Regions from separate parts of the Rattus norvegicus genome. Here regions 1 and 2 are each linked to region 3. A link is a contact called in public Hi-C data. All regions are on one chromosome and are shown on one strand. Each heading gives the region's core, a stretch centred on a gene start, on an enhancer-like site or on the middle of the called end of the contact. The rest is flanking DNA. Distances are from core to core; before and after follow the strand shown. Region 1 holds the start of Stt3a (STT3 oligosaccharyltransferase complex catalytic subunit A). Region 2 holds the start of Ei24 (EI24, autophagy associated transmembrane protein). Region 3 overlaps Fez1 (fasciculation and elongation protein zeta 1).

What was found. Hi-C and Micro-C count contacts between places; a contact is called where the count stands out from the background.
Region 1: a contact with region 3 is called in a Hi-C map of Schwann cells, with 4 times the contacts expected there. The contact joins the promoter of Stt3a here to the enhancer-like site in region 3. A contact is called at or near these places in 5 of 12 Hi-C or Micro-C datasets (the A7r5 cell line, Schwann cells, kidney and 2 more) and 1 of 1 datasets of contacts at active chromatin or transcription factors (oligodendrocytes).
Region 2: a Hi-C map of liver shows a contact between it and region 3, with 2.5 times the contacts expected there. The contact joins the promoter of Ei24 here to the enhancer-like site in region 3. A contact is called at or near these places in 3 of 12 Hi-C or Micro-C datasets (Schwann cells, liver and prefrontal cortex) and 1 of 1 datasets of contacts at active chromatin or transcription factors (oligodendrocytes).

Annotation. Positions count from the first base shown.
Region 1 is chr8:44,669,475-44,673,276 of GRCr8, reverse strand. Stt3a (STT3 oligosaccharyltransferase complex catalytic subunit A) reads left to right here and starts at 1,317. Exons shown (of 18, transcript NM_001134749.2): 1 at 1,317-1,376; 2 at 3,750-3,802. The coding sequence starts at 3,789.
Region 2 is chr8:44,697,341-44,701,067 of GRCr8, reverse strand. It overlaps Ei24 (EI24, autophagy associated transmembrane protein), which reads left to right and starts at 1,697. Exons shown (of 12, transcript NM_001025660.1): 1 at 1,697-1,748; 2 at 3,400-3,435.
Region 3 is chr8:44,763,317-44,766,911 of GRCr8, reverse strand. Fez1 (fasciculation and elongation protein zeta 1) reads right to left here. Exons shown (of 10, transcript NM_031066.1): 5 at 3,536-3,595. Among named protein-coding and RNA genes, the nearest start is that of Fez1, 32 kb to the right of the region's middle. Within about 2 kb of position 1,526, at least 46 of the 93 cell types and tissues checked have an H3K27ac peak or open chromatin away from gene starts, as enhancers often do. A contact at or near this core is called in Schwann cells, where this site is marked.

The sequences.
Region 1 (3,802 bases), core at 68-2,567, 93 kb after region 3:
CACAGGAGTTTGAACGTATGTAAAGTCCTTATGCATATCTCTATCAGATCAAGATGCCTGGAATTAGCTCTTCCTGCCTCAGCTTCTGGGAGCGCTGGCATCACAAGTGTGTGCTCTACCGTTATTCTTGCTAAAAGAAAAACGACATGGAATATATACTATAAAAACAAAAGAGGAGAGCTATTGAGTTAGGTCCTGGTGTAAAAATTGGTCCTGAGGAATTTTGAGGAAATACATTATTTGCAAAGTACTGATTTCAATAGTTGGTGGTTCTTTTCATGGGGGAGTTAAAGAGAAGCCAGCGTCACTGGTACTGGATGGTCTAATCTTTAGCGTAGTCTTTGGTTTGAGGCTTGCAAGACATCGAAGCGTTCGAATATATGCTGGAATACGTACATCCGTGTATATGTATATGTTTATATCTGAAAGATTGCCTTTGGCAGCTGAAGCCTGCCCTGTGACTGCTCTCAGTAACGTTTTCGGAGGGTCAGGGAGGAGAAAGGTCACCCTCACAGAGGACTGGCAAAGGGCCAAACTGAAAAAGCAAGGCTGCCTCCTGAGTGCAGAGAGCTAGCCGCTCCGGGCCTTGGGATAATTTCTGCAGGCCATTGCTGGCTCAGCCCAACACGGGCGGTTCTGACAGCATTTTAGGCCCTCTGGGCACTTTCACAAAGCCAGACCTGAAGAAAGCGAAATGCTTCGGTGAAATTTGTCAGGAGTCCCTTTATCGAAGCTATTTGAAACAGAGTTAGAAACAATTCTTGGGCTCATTAGTTGACACATCTTACACAAGGTGGGTCCGTGTGAACCATGGAGGCTGAGAAGTTTTCATAACACGTCTTCTCTTCTTCCACCGTTTACTGGGTAAACAACCATTTCTACCTTAAAGAACAAGGGGATCTGCAGTCCAACTTTTCCGGAGGTGGGCGACCGACCTCCGCTTTCTCTACGTATTTCCGCTTCTGCTCATGTGACCGGGGTACAGTGTCCACTCCTTCCCATCACGGTTTCTTCCTGGTCTGCAGACCGACACGTCACTTCTCGGCTCTCAACCAAACTGTTCAGAGCACGCTCTCTCCGCGGGTTTCCCTCCCCCGCGTTGGCCTATCACAGCTCGGTGGGAACTCGTGGTCACGCCTCTCAATGGGTTGAATGATAGCTACATTGTCCACTCAAAAGGAGGAATCTAGACTTGTTCCACGCCCTCGAAATGACAGACAGAACCGTTATCCTGTCGGTCCCCTGAAGTGGTCATTGACCGAGGCCAGCCAATGCGGAGTGGGCAGGGAGGCGGGCCTTGGCTACTGTCAGGGTTGGGTGCGCCGCTGAACGGATGGCAGGGGGAGCAGAGTGGGTTCCGGAGGAGCATCCGTGGGGTGAGAAGGCTCTTGGGTAGCGATAGGGGGTTAGCGGCAGGTGCTGCGCTGGGTGTTGGCGGGCTTGAACGAGGTGCTGGAGGCTGGCCTGTAAAAGTGGGGAGCCGAGCCCTGCTTGCGGCCTGGCGGAGGAGGGGGCGTGGGGTGTGAGGTGTGGAGGTCTAGGCACTGGGACACTGGACGATCGGAGGAAGGATCTTGGTAGAGCAATGCACTCTGGCCATGAGGGCGTGGGACACAGGATCTTGGCACTAGCTTGGAAGGGCCACGCAGAGTGTGTTGAGGTGGTGGGGTCGGGGTCAGTGAGGGTGCGCCAGAGGACGTGGAAAAGAGTTGGGAAAACCACCGAGGCTGCAGCCCTAGAATTTAGAGCTGGGGTTGTTAGGGTGTAAAGGCTTGCAGACAGCTGAGAAGCAGAGAGATGAGGAGCCGATAAGAAAAGCTTCTTTTCTCTTTCTGTACCCTGTCGGTGTGTGCAGATTACCAAGAACGGGATGAAAACTTGCACTATTCAGCTTTAAATTACTAGTAGCTAGCTGCCTTTACTCAGTTTTCAAGCCTAGGTTTTAGCATTCGCCCTGCCTTTGCTTACTCTTCAGGTGTATGGATCATATCAGCTCGGTGGTGTTTAGTGTCACCTATCTCCGGAGAACAACTACAAACCCAAGAGATGGGACTGAGTTGTTCACTTCCCGGAATTAGTGCGTGATAAGTCTTCCCTTTGGAATTATAATTAAACACACCAGCCCAAACTGCTCTTTTGCTATAGTTAATTAAAGGAGAGATGCTAGACTTCGAAGTGTGACTCTTCGTGTTTCCATTTTATTCAGTGTTATCCTTTTCCAGCATTCCCCTCCCCCCCAATCCTGGAAAGAAGAGAACAAGATAGTGGAGCCCCACGCCCTGCATAGTTTTGAATGGTGCCACATTTTCTCTGTTGCTGTATTCTTTGTTCCTTAGTCCTTAACACACCTCTGGTCAATAACTAATTACAATTCTGAACTGTCTGCAGATTGCTTCTGTTACTATCATCCATCCCAACAATTTGTTTTTTTTTTTTTCCCCCCCTCGCTCTAGATTTTTATCTGGCGTTCTGGGTCATTGAATGTGTTGTTTAATTCATCAGCGTCTGTTACAGGGAAATAGACCTGAGCAGTAGTTACAGTATGAATTGCAAAAATAAGTATGTAGCGGCCTGAGTGTGTTTCTCTTTAGTGCATGGATTGCACTTTGCATTAGTGATCACCTGTTTTTTAGATGGCCAGGGAGCATGCACACTGGGATTTGGAACAGAAAGAAGCTTGTAACCAGTTGAGGCTTAGACTTAGGACTGAGAATTATGTCCAATCAGCCATGATTTCTAAATTTCTACTTTCACTTCCCTCCCTCCCTACGTCCTTCCCTCCCCAAATTACCCCCTTCTCTTTACTCCCACCCTCAGCCCCAACCCCTAAACTAATGTGGCAAGGTCTCACATTAACTCAAGCTGACCTAGAACTTAACTCTGTATATCCATGCGGAACTCAACAGTACAATGACCCTCCTTCCTCAGTGTCACCAAGTGGTGGGAATCTAGACATGGCTAGTATACCTGGCTTGTCTGGTCTCCTCCCTTGCCCAGTCATCCATTTCCGTGATTGCTTTCTTTTCCCCCTTTAACAAGTGCCTTTGTTTGGTCTTCCATATTTGCATTTCCACATCCTTTCTTCTACCCTTCCCCCTCCCCGTCTGTTTCTGTCCGATTCTTCTGTCATACTTTTGCCAGCTGTACTTAGTAGATGTGCAAGTAGGAAACAGAATTGTGAGTGGAATAGTTATTTCTTTTTGTAGTACTGAAGATGGAAACCAGAGCCTTGTTGCCTCTTAGGCAAATGCTCTGTGGTCGAATTACATGGGCAGCCCTTTCAAGGAATTTTATTTTGAGACAGACTCTCACTAAATTGGCTAGTCTGGTCTGCAGCCTTTGATTCTCCTGCCTTAGTCTCCCGAGTAGCTGGGATTAGAGACATGTGTTCAGTGGTATGTTTTTGATTACTCTTTTTGGTCTTTTATTTTTGGCAGGGAAGGCAATATAACTAGGTTACTAGGTAACTGTGACTGGCCTGGAATATGCTGTAGATCAGACTGGCCTGCCTCTGCTTTCTGAGTATTGGGATTAAAGGCATGTGCCACCAAGCCTGGGCCTACTTTTTTGCTTTGACCCATAAACCTAATGTTTGCTTCCTTACTTGTGTAGTCCCAGGTTGGGTTACCTCTATGGTGTTTCTGTAGCTCATCTATACTTTGTGCTTCCTAACCATCATAAAAGATTAAAGCTAATTTAAGTAAGTTTAGGACATTCAATATCGTACTGTCTTACTTTTTCCATTTCAGGTATTTGAATATAGTCAGTTGCTACCCTTTGATGTCAAGATGACTAAGCTTGG
Region 2 (3,727 bases), core at 448-2,947, 66 kb after region 3:
GCAGCTGGTCTACACAGCTAGTTTGGATTTTCAAGACAGGGTTTCTCCATTAAGTCTTAGTTGCCCTTGATCTTAATCCTCAGCCCTCCCTGTGCTAGGACCAGAAGAGTAAGCCACCACACCCAGCTGGGATGACTCCAGATTTTTGAAGTGGAAAGATCCATTTTTAATATAAAGAGCATGAATGAAGGAAGCTCCTGCCCTTGCTCTCACGGCAAGTCCATTCCTCCGCTGGCATTAGAGCCTACTTCTTTGGGATTCCAGTGTATGCTGAAGACCAGCTGTGACATCCAGCCTTGTGAAGTGAACAACTGTTGGACTCTCGGACCTTCCATTCACAGGTAACCATTGTTAGATTAGTTGGACCACAGCCTGTAAGTCATTCTAATAAACCGCACATATATTCATTATGTAAGTTCGGTTCCTCTGGAAACCCCTGACTAAACTAGTGGTGCATGCCTTTAATCCCAACACTTGGGAGGCAGAGGCAGGCAGATCTCTTGAGTTCAAGGCCAGCGTGGTCTACAGAGTGAGTTCCAGGACAGCCAGGGCTACACAGTGAAGCACTGTCTCCAGCCTCCTCCCACCCCCTGCAAAAAAGAGAGAGAGAGAGAGAGAGAGAGAGAGAGAGAGAGAGAGAGAGAGAAGAAAACCTTAATGCACATGTCCAACCTTATTCATTCCCTTCCCAGGGTTTATATGTCAGTCACTATCAACTCATTCGAGAACTTGTCTGCTTTTCTTATAGTTGGCTTATTCTTAGTTTAATTTCTTAGAATTAAAGGAGAAACCCGAAAACGGTAAAGGTGAAAGTGGGCTTTCCTATAGTTTCATGACAAGAAAAGGCTAGAACTGAACCAGTGGGGAAGGCAATGGAAACAGTAATCTCTACGTAGTTTTTATCGCAGCCATTCCATCATTAGAACCCACACTAAATACAGCCTAAGTGGTCGATGACTTATATTCCGAATCACTCAAACTTCTGTTCCTCTTGTCTCCAAATCCCAAGTGCTGAGATTATCCCATCATGCCCTAGATAGTATGATGCTGGGACTTGAAGCCAGGACTTTGTGCATGTCCAATTACTGATAACCAATTGCTCTATTATTGAGTTTTTTGTTTTTGTTTTTTTGAATCAGTGTGTTATATAGCTCTACCTAGCTTGGTACTTACTATGTAGCCAAGGCAGGACTCGAATTTGGAGCATTTCTTCTCTTCAGATTTCCAAGGGCTGGAATTACTGGTGTGCATCACCATACCTCGTTTATTAGTCTTTAATTATAGAAACCCTCCGAATTATCAAGGTAATTCCTATTTTATTGTTTTCATCATTTGTTCTTAAAGGATTTCAGAAAGACGAGCACTGATTTGCAGATAGATTGAGGAGGCTAACGATGGCCCAACAGCGAGAAGGAGTTCGACTAGGAGGCAACAAAGGGCTAGAAGCCTGAACCTGGATACCCAGAATGAGCCTGGACTCTGAGGTCCAGCTAACTACAATTCCCAGGCTCCCGGGCCACGCCTCTCCAGTATGGCCCCGCCCTGTCTCGCTAGCCCCGCCCCTGCCCAGCGACCGGCAGGGTGCCCGCCCGACTTCCCAGCTGCCCCGTGCGGCCCGGGCATGCCCAGTGTGGGCGCAGCCCCGGCTCTCCGAGCGCCGGGGCGGAGCGGGCAGCCGGGCGCGGAGCAGGCGAACCGAACCTCGGTGGGCGAGCGCCGGGGCTGGAGCCGCGGGGGTCGGTGGCGGGGTACGTGCAGGCCGCGGCGGGCAGTGGGCTCGAGCCGCTTGCAAGTCGGAGCCTGGGTGGCAGGGCCCATCGAGAGCTAGCAGGCCGGAGCTAGTTCCTGAGATTCTGGAAGGGGCTGCGGCAAGGACCCCGGCCCCCGAAGGGCCCGGGACGCGAAGGGTGGCAAGGGCAGGCCGGGCGGCGGCGCGCGGGGCTCAGGCTCTCTCCCCCCAGGTGCGGAGAGGCTATCTTTAGCTCCGGTGACCCTCAGTGAGCGTGGTCCGCACCTTGTACGCGGGAGTGGGTGGGGAGAAAGACGGGGTCTCATCCCAATTGCCCTGACGCAGCGGGAGAGAAGGGGCCGAGCACCCCACGTTGCTCAGGAGGCAGCCTGTGTCCGGGTGATGCGCTAGGGTGTTTACCTTTTTTCTACCTGGAGTATGAAGGCTTCCTGCCTTCCGGGACTTGTTGGGTCTGGTGGCTTCGAAATGAAAGTGCAGGAGTACGTCTCAGTAGATGCTTAATCTTAACGACTGTCAAATTTATTGGCCAGCAGTGTCTCAAGGTTTAAGGAAGGTGATTTGTTCATGGGATGCTTGGATTAAACAAAAATTCTCGTTGCAAAGCTGAAGCAAAAAAGTCGAGACTCGGTTTCCAAGACTGAAGTTCCAAAGTTGGTTGTAATTAGCTTTCAGTCACTGTTGACAGGCCGTTTATATGTAAAATATCGGGAACCAGATGATGCATCCTGATTTTCTCTGTTGTAAGAGCCCTTTGTGTCACTCAGTGTGTGGTCTCAAATTGTGGCAGTTTTTCTGCATGTCTCGGCAGTTTGTTAGACAGGGCAATTCATACCAAACGTTTACTACCATAAGAAAGCTGTTAGGCCCACGGTATAATGGCCTTTAATTCCACGGCTCTATTTGGTCAGAAGGGACTTTGTTAGTTGGTACATGCAGAAGCCGGGTATTAATCTGCCAAGGAGTCAAATAACAGTGGTTCTGGGCTATGACAGATGTCTGAAGCTCCCTGTCTGGGCTCTGGGAGAAATCTAGAGTAGTGAATTTCCTCACTCAAGTTGGGTGTGTTCTTCAAGGGGATTACATTTATCCAGAGTTTTCAGCTTTGTTTATTCTGTTGTCCTCTATCCTGTGAAGAATTTTAATATACCGCCCTTTATTTGTAGGTGAGCAAGCTGTTGCTTACGAGGGTGCACCTATGATAGTCTTCACCGCAACCCTAGTGTCTTGCCCGCCCATCATTAGACATTTACTAGTCTCCACACTTAGAGCATTGGCTCCATCTGTACACATGATTGAAACTTCTTGAGGCTGTTTGTTGTGGGGGTTTTGTTTCTAAGGAGGAGGAGTACTAACAGATGTTTCTTAACCTTAGGAGCTTCCCTAGGTGAGCACCTTTGGGTGGGATTTGTAGGATTTGACCTAAGGAGCAGATGGTGTTGTGCAGGCAGCCTTCTGACTGTACTCCCTGTTTGTCCAGTTCTGAATGGCATCAGTCCAGTTGGGTCAGTGTGGTGCTACTTGATGAAGTGGCCAAAGGTCAAGGAAAGTATCCTGTGTTTTGAAGTTTGAGTTGTATACAAGGTGACTGTGAAATTATTGTATTTTACTGTCTCTTTTTTTTTTTTTTTTTTTTTTGGTTCTTTTTTCAGAGCTGGGGACCGAACCCAGGGCCTTGCGCTTCTTAGGTAAGCGCTCTACCACTGAGCTAAATCCCCAGCCCCTTTTACTGTCTCTTAAAGCAGAGGTTCTATGCTTGATTTGATGGGGGCTTGATAACTTCAGAATCCTAAATTCTCTTTCTTTTTCTTTTTTTTCTTTTTTTTTTTTTTTCCCCAGAGCTGGGGACCAAACCCAGGGCCTTGCGCTTGCTAGGCAAGTGCTTTACCACTGAGCTAAATCCCCAACCCCATCTCATATTTTTGCAAGTAGATTTTCCGCTCACCTTAGAGTTCACTTTAAAGAAATTAAATGAGAGTG
Region 3 (3,595 bases), core at 277-2,776:
AGGTAGTGTTTTCTCTCAAGAAGTCACGGAGACAGAGCTCACACCAGAATGAACATGGCATGAAGGTGTACGGTCCTATCCCTCAGTCCACACTCCACACCATGGGAGTCCCAGGGAAGACTAGGAAAGGCATTGAAGAATGAAGCCTTGTCCACCAGCAGGTTACTTCCTGAGACAAATAAAGGGAACCGGAGTTTATAGACATGGGTTCCTTTAACGTTTTGTCTCTTAGGGCTGTGTGGTGTATAATAGATTTAGATCATCATCAATTAATTATTTCAAAAGGGGTAGGAGAGTCAGGCATGGTAGCACATGCCTTTAATGCTAGTACTTGGGTGGCAGAGGCAAGTTAAGCTCTGCAGGTTCAAAGATATTGTGGTTTATATTAGAGAATTTCAGAACAGCCACATCTACATAGTAAGTATTGCCTTCGGAAGGAAGGAAGGAAGGAAGGAAGGAAGGAAGAAAAAAGGAAGCAATAGAGAACATTTTTTTTTGGTTCTTTTTTTCGGAGCTGGGGACCGAACCCAGGGCCTTGAGCTTCCTAGGCAAGCGCCCTACCACTGAGCTAAATCCCCAACCCCGAGAACATTTTTTTAAAGCATGTATGCATGTTTTACCTACATGTATGTCTGTGTACCTTGTACTTGTTTGTAAATGGTACCCATAGAGGCCAGAAGAGGGCATCAGATCCCTTGGAACTGGAGTTATAAATGGTAACCATAAGTAGCCATGTGGGTGCTGGGAATTGAAATTACGTCCTTTGCAAGATCAGCCAGTGCTCTTAAATGTTGAGTCATCTTTCCAACTCTTGCTATTTTTTTTCTGAGACAAGGTCTCAATATGTGGCCAAGGATAGCCTCTAGCTCTCTCTTCTCCTACCCCTGACTCCTGAATGCTGGTAGGTAAGTGCTACCACATCTAGTGAGCAGAAGGGACTGTAAATCTTCTTGACACGTGTCTGAGAATGCAGTCAGTGGCAGAGCATTTTCTTAGCAAGGAAGAAGCCCTGGATGTAACCACTAGCAATGCAGACACACAGACACAGACACAGACACAGACACAGACACAGACACAGACACACACACACACACACACACACACAGAGAGAGAGAGAGAGAGAGAGAGAGAGAGAGAGAGAGAGAGAGAGAGAGAGAGATCCCACCAGGAAGAAATGACTTTATATTAGGAGCCAGTCACCTGAATATATTCATTACATTGTTTACAAGGTTTCAAATGACCCAGTATCCCATAAACACATAAATTTGCCACATGCCAATTAAGCATATTAACAAGTACTTAGGGAGCACCTTCGATTTCTCCTCTGTGCTCACTCTCCCTCCGCCTTTCTGCTTAGCCTGGGTATCTGATGACTCAGTTGGCTCTTCCTGCTTTGTTTTGCTCTTTGAGGCTGTCCTCCTCCTTCTGGTTTTTGCCATTTCACTTTGCTTTGCTGAGTGCTTCTATGTTTGGGCCCTTTGTGTGCCTGAGAATGGCCTGACTGGGCGGGTGGTGAATACAGCTAGGCAGCCAAACCCACTCCATCATCCCATTGGCTTCTTGTGGTGGCACAGCCTTGCCTGCCTCATCTCCTCAGAGCCAGGCAGTTCTGCTTTCAGGATGCTGTGCTTGACTTTGTCTCAGCTTTTGCCACCTCCACATGAAATTTGGACCGAGGCACCCTGACAAGCACACCTTCTGCTTCAGCCCCACTATCCACCTTACGTCACAGTAACATCTCTGCAAGAGCAGGCTTCCTCCTGCAGGGCAGCATGCACATAAGCATCCCTGAGACACCTGCTGATTTTTTATTACATTTTCATTTCACGCTTCGTCCAGCCCATCCTTTGTGTAGCCATTACTATAAATATGTGTTAGAGAGGTAATGTGAGACAGGCATTAAAAGACTGGACTCTGGAGTTAATTTCCCTGGTTTCAAGTGCTATCTGCACTGTCCTGATAATGTATAGGAAAAGTGCAAATTGGAAAGGAGACATCTTCACTCTCCACACTGAAAGAAAAAGGAAGAAGGCTGAGGGTGTAGCTCAGTGTTAGAGTGTATGCTACCATGACAGTACACAGTAGCATGAGGCCCTGTCCTAAATACACACACACACACACACACACACACACACACACACACACGCACGAGCATGCAGAGGGGAGAGAGAGACAGACAGAGACAGAGACAGAGAGAGAGACACAGAGAGAGGGAGACAGAGAGAGAGACAGAGAGAGACAGAGAGACAGAGAGAGAATTTTCCTCTTCATATCCCTTTTCTCTTAGAGTTTCTGTTTGTACTTTTCAAAAATATATTTAATTTTTAATGGCTAAATAAGCCCACTCCCATCTCCACAGTTCAGGAAAGATTTCTTCAGGGATCTGAGAGCCATTGCTTCGAAATGTAATCGTAAAGGAAGATAAGACCTAATCTCCCACTGTTCTTGAAGCACAATGGCCTAACTCAGCCACCTGACTCCAAATTGCAAAACCTACTTACGTTAATGGGTTCATCTGCTTAGTTATAACAAGAGTACAATTTCCCTCAGTCTTTGCTGTCCTTCATATCTGCCTGTGATATGTAGCCTGTTCTCATTTAATGCTTACTCGGTAATAAAAATGCCCCGCACCCATACTTTTGTGGAAAGGATTTTCTGAATGGCAAGGAGATTGCGTTTGTAACTCTATCTCTCCAACTGTGGCCTTGGATAAGTCACTTAACCTCCAGAACACAGCTCAGTCTGGGGGGCATGGTGTGAAGTTGGTTTGAGGGTAGTACATAGAGAACACTAAGACTGATAGCTCTTATTCTCTCTCTCTCTCTCTCTCTCTCTCTCTCTCTCTCTCATTCTCTCTCTCACACACACACACACACACACAGGCACAGGCACAGACACACACATACACACATGTGTACAACACACACATGTGTACACACACATGTACACACACACACACACACACAGAGGATACTGGAGCCTGTACCTATGATACTATGTTATCATGAATGCAAGGCAAATGCTCTGTCACTGAGCTACAGCCCCTGTCCTACCAAATATGGACATATATATCTCCCCATTGGTTTGATGGTAGCACCACTGATTGAATTTGGGCAATGGTTCAGTCCTTTAGTCTTGTTTGGTTAGCTTTAGCACTTAAATTTTATTCTACCTTTTTTTTTTCCACCTGAAAAAATGCTGACTTTTCTTCAGATGCCAAATTAGGAAGGTATTGCCTTTCTCCTGGATTGGCAAACCTCTGTTTTAGAGTGGAGATCAAGTTCTGATAGCCATATGCAAACAGTATTTGGGCAGGGCACAGTCATGGTGGCACAATCTTTTATAATCTCAGGCAGGCAGATCTCTGTGAGGTGAAGGCCAGCCTGGTCTACACAGTGAGTCCCAGACTGGTCAGGACTTCACAGTGAGACCGTCTAAAACAAACAAACAAAAAACAAAACACAACAAAATAAACCCAGCACCTGAAACTAAGGAATCATTTGGTCCTCAGTGAACCTGGCCCAGGGGCCCTCACCTTCATAGGACCAGTTGTTGTTGAAGGTCTGCGTCAGGGCCTGCATCTCTTGTAGCAGGA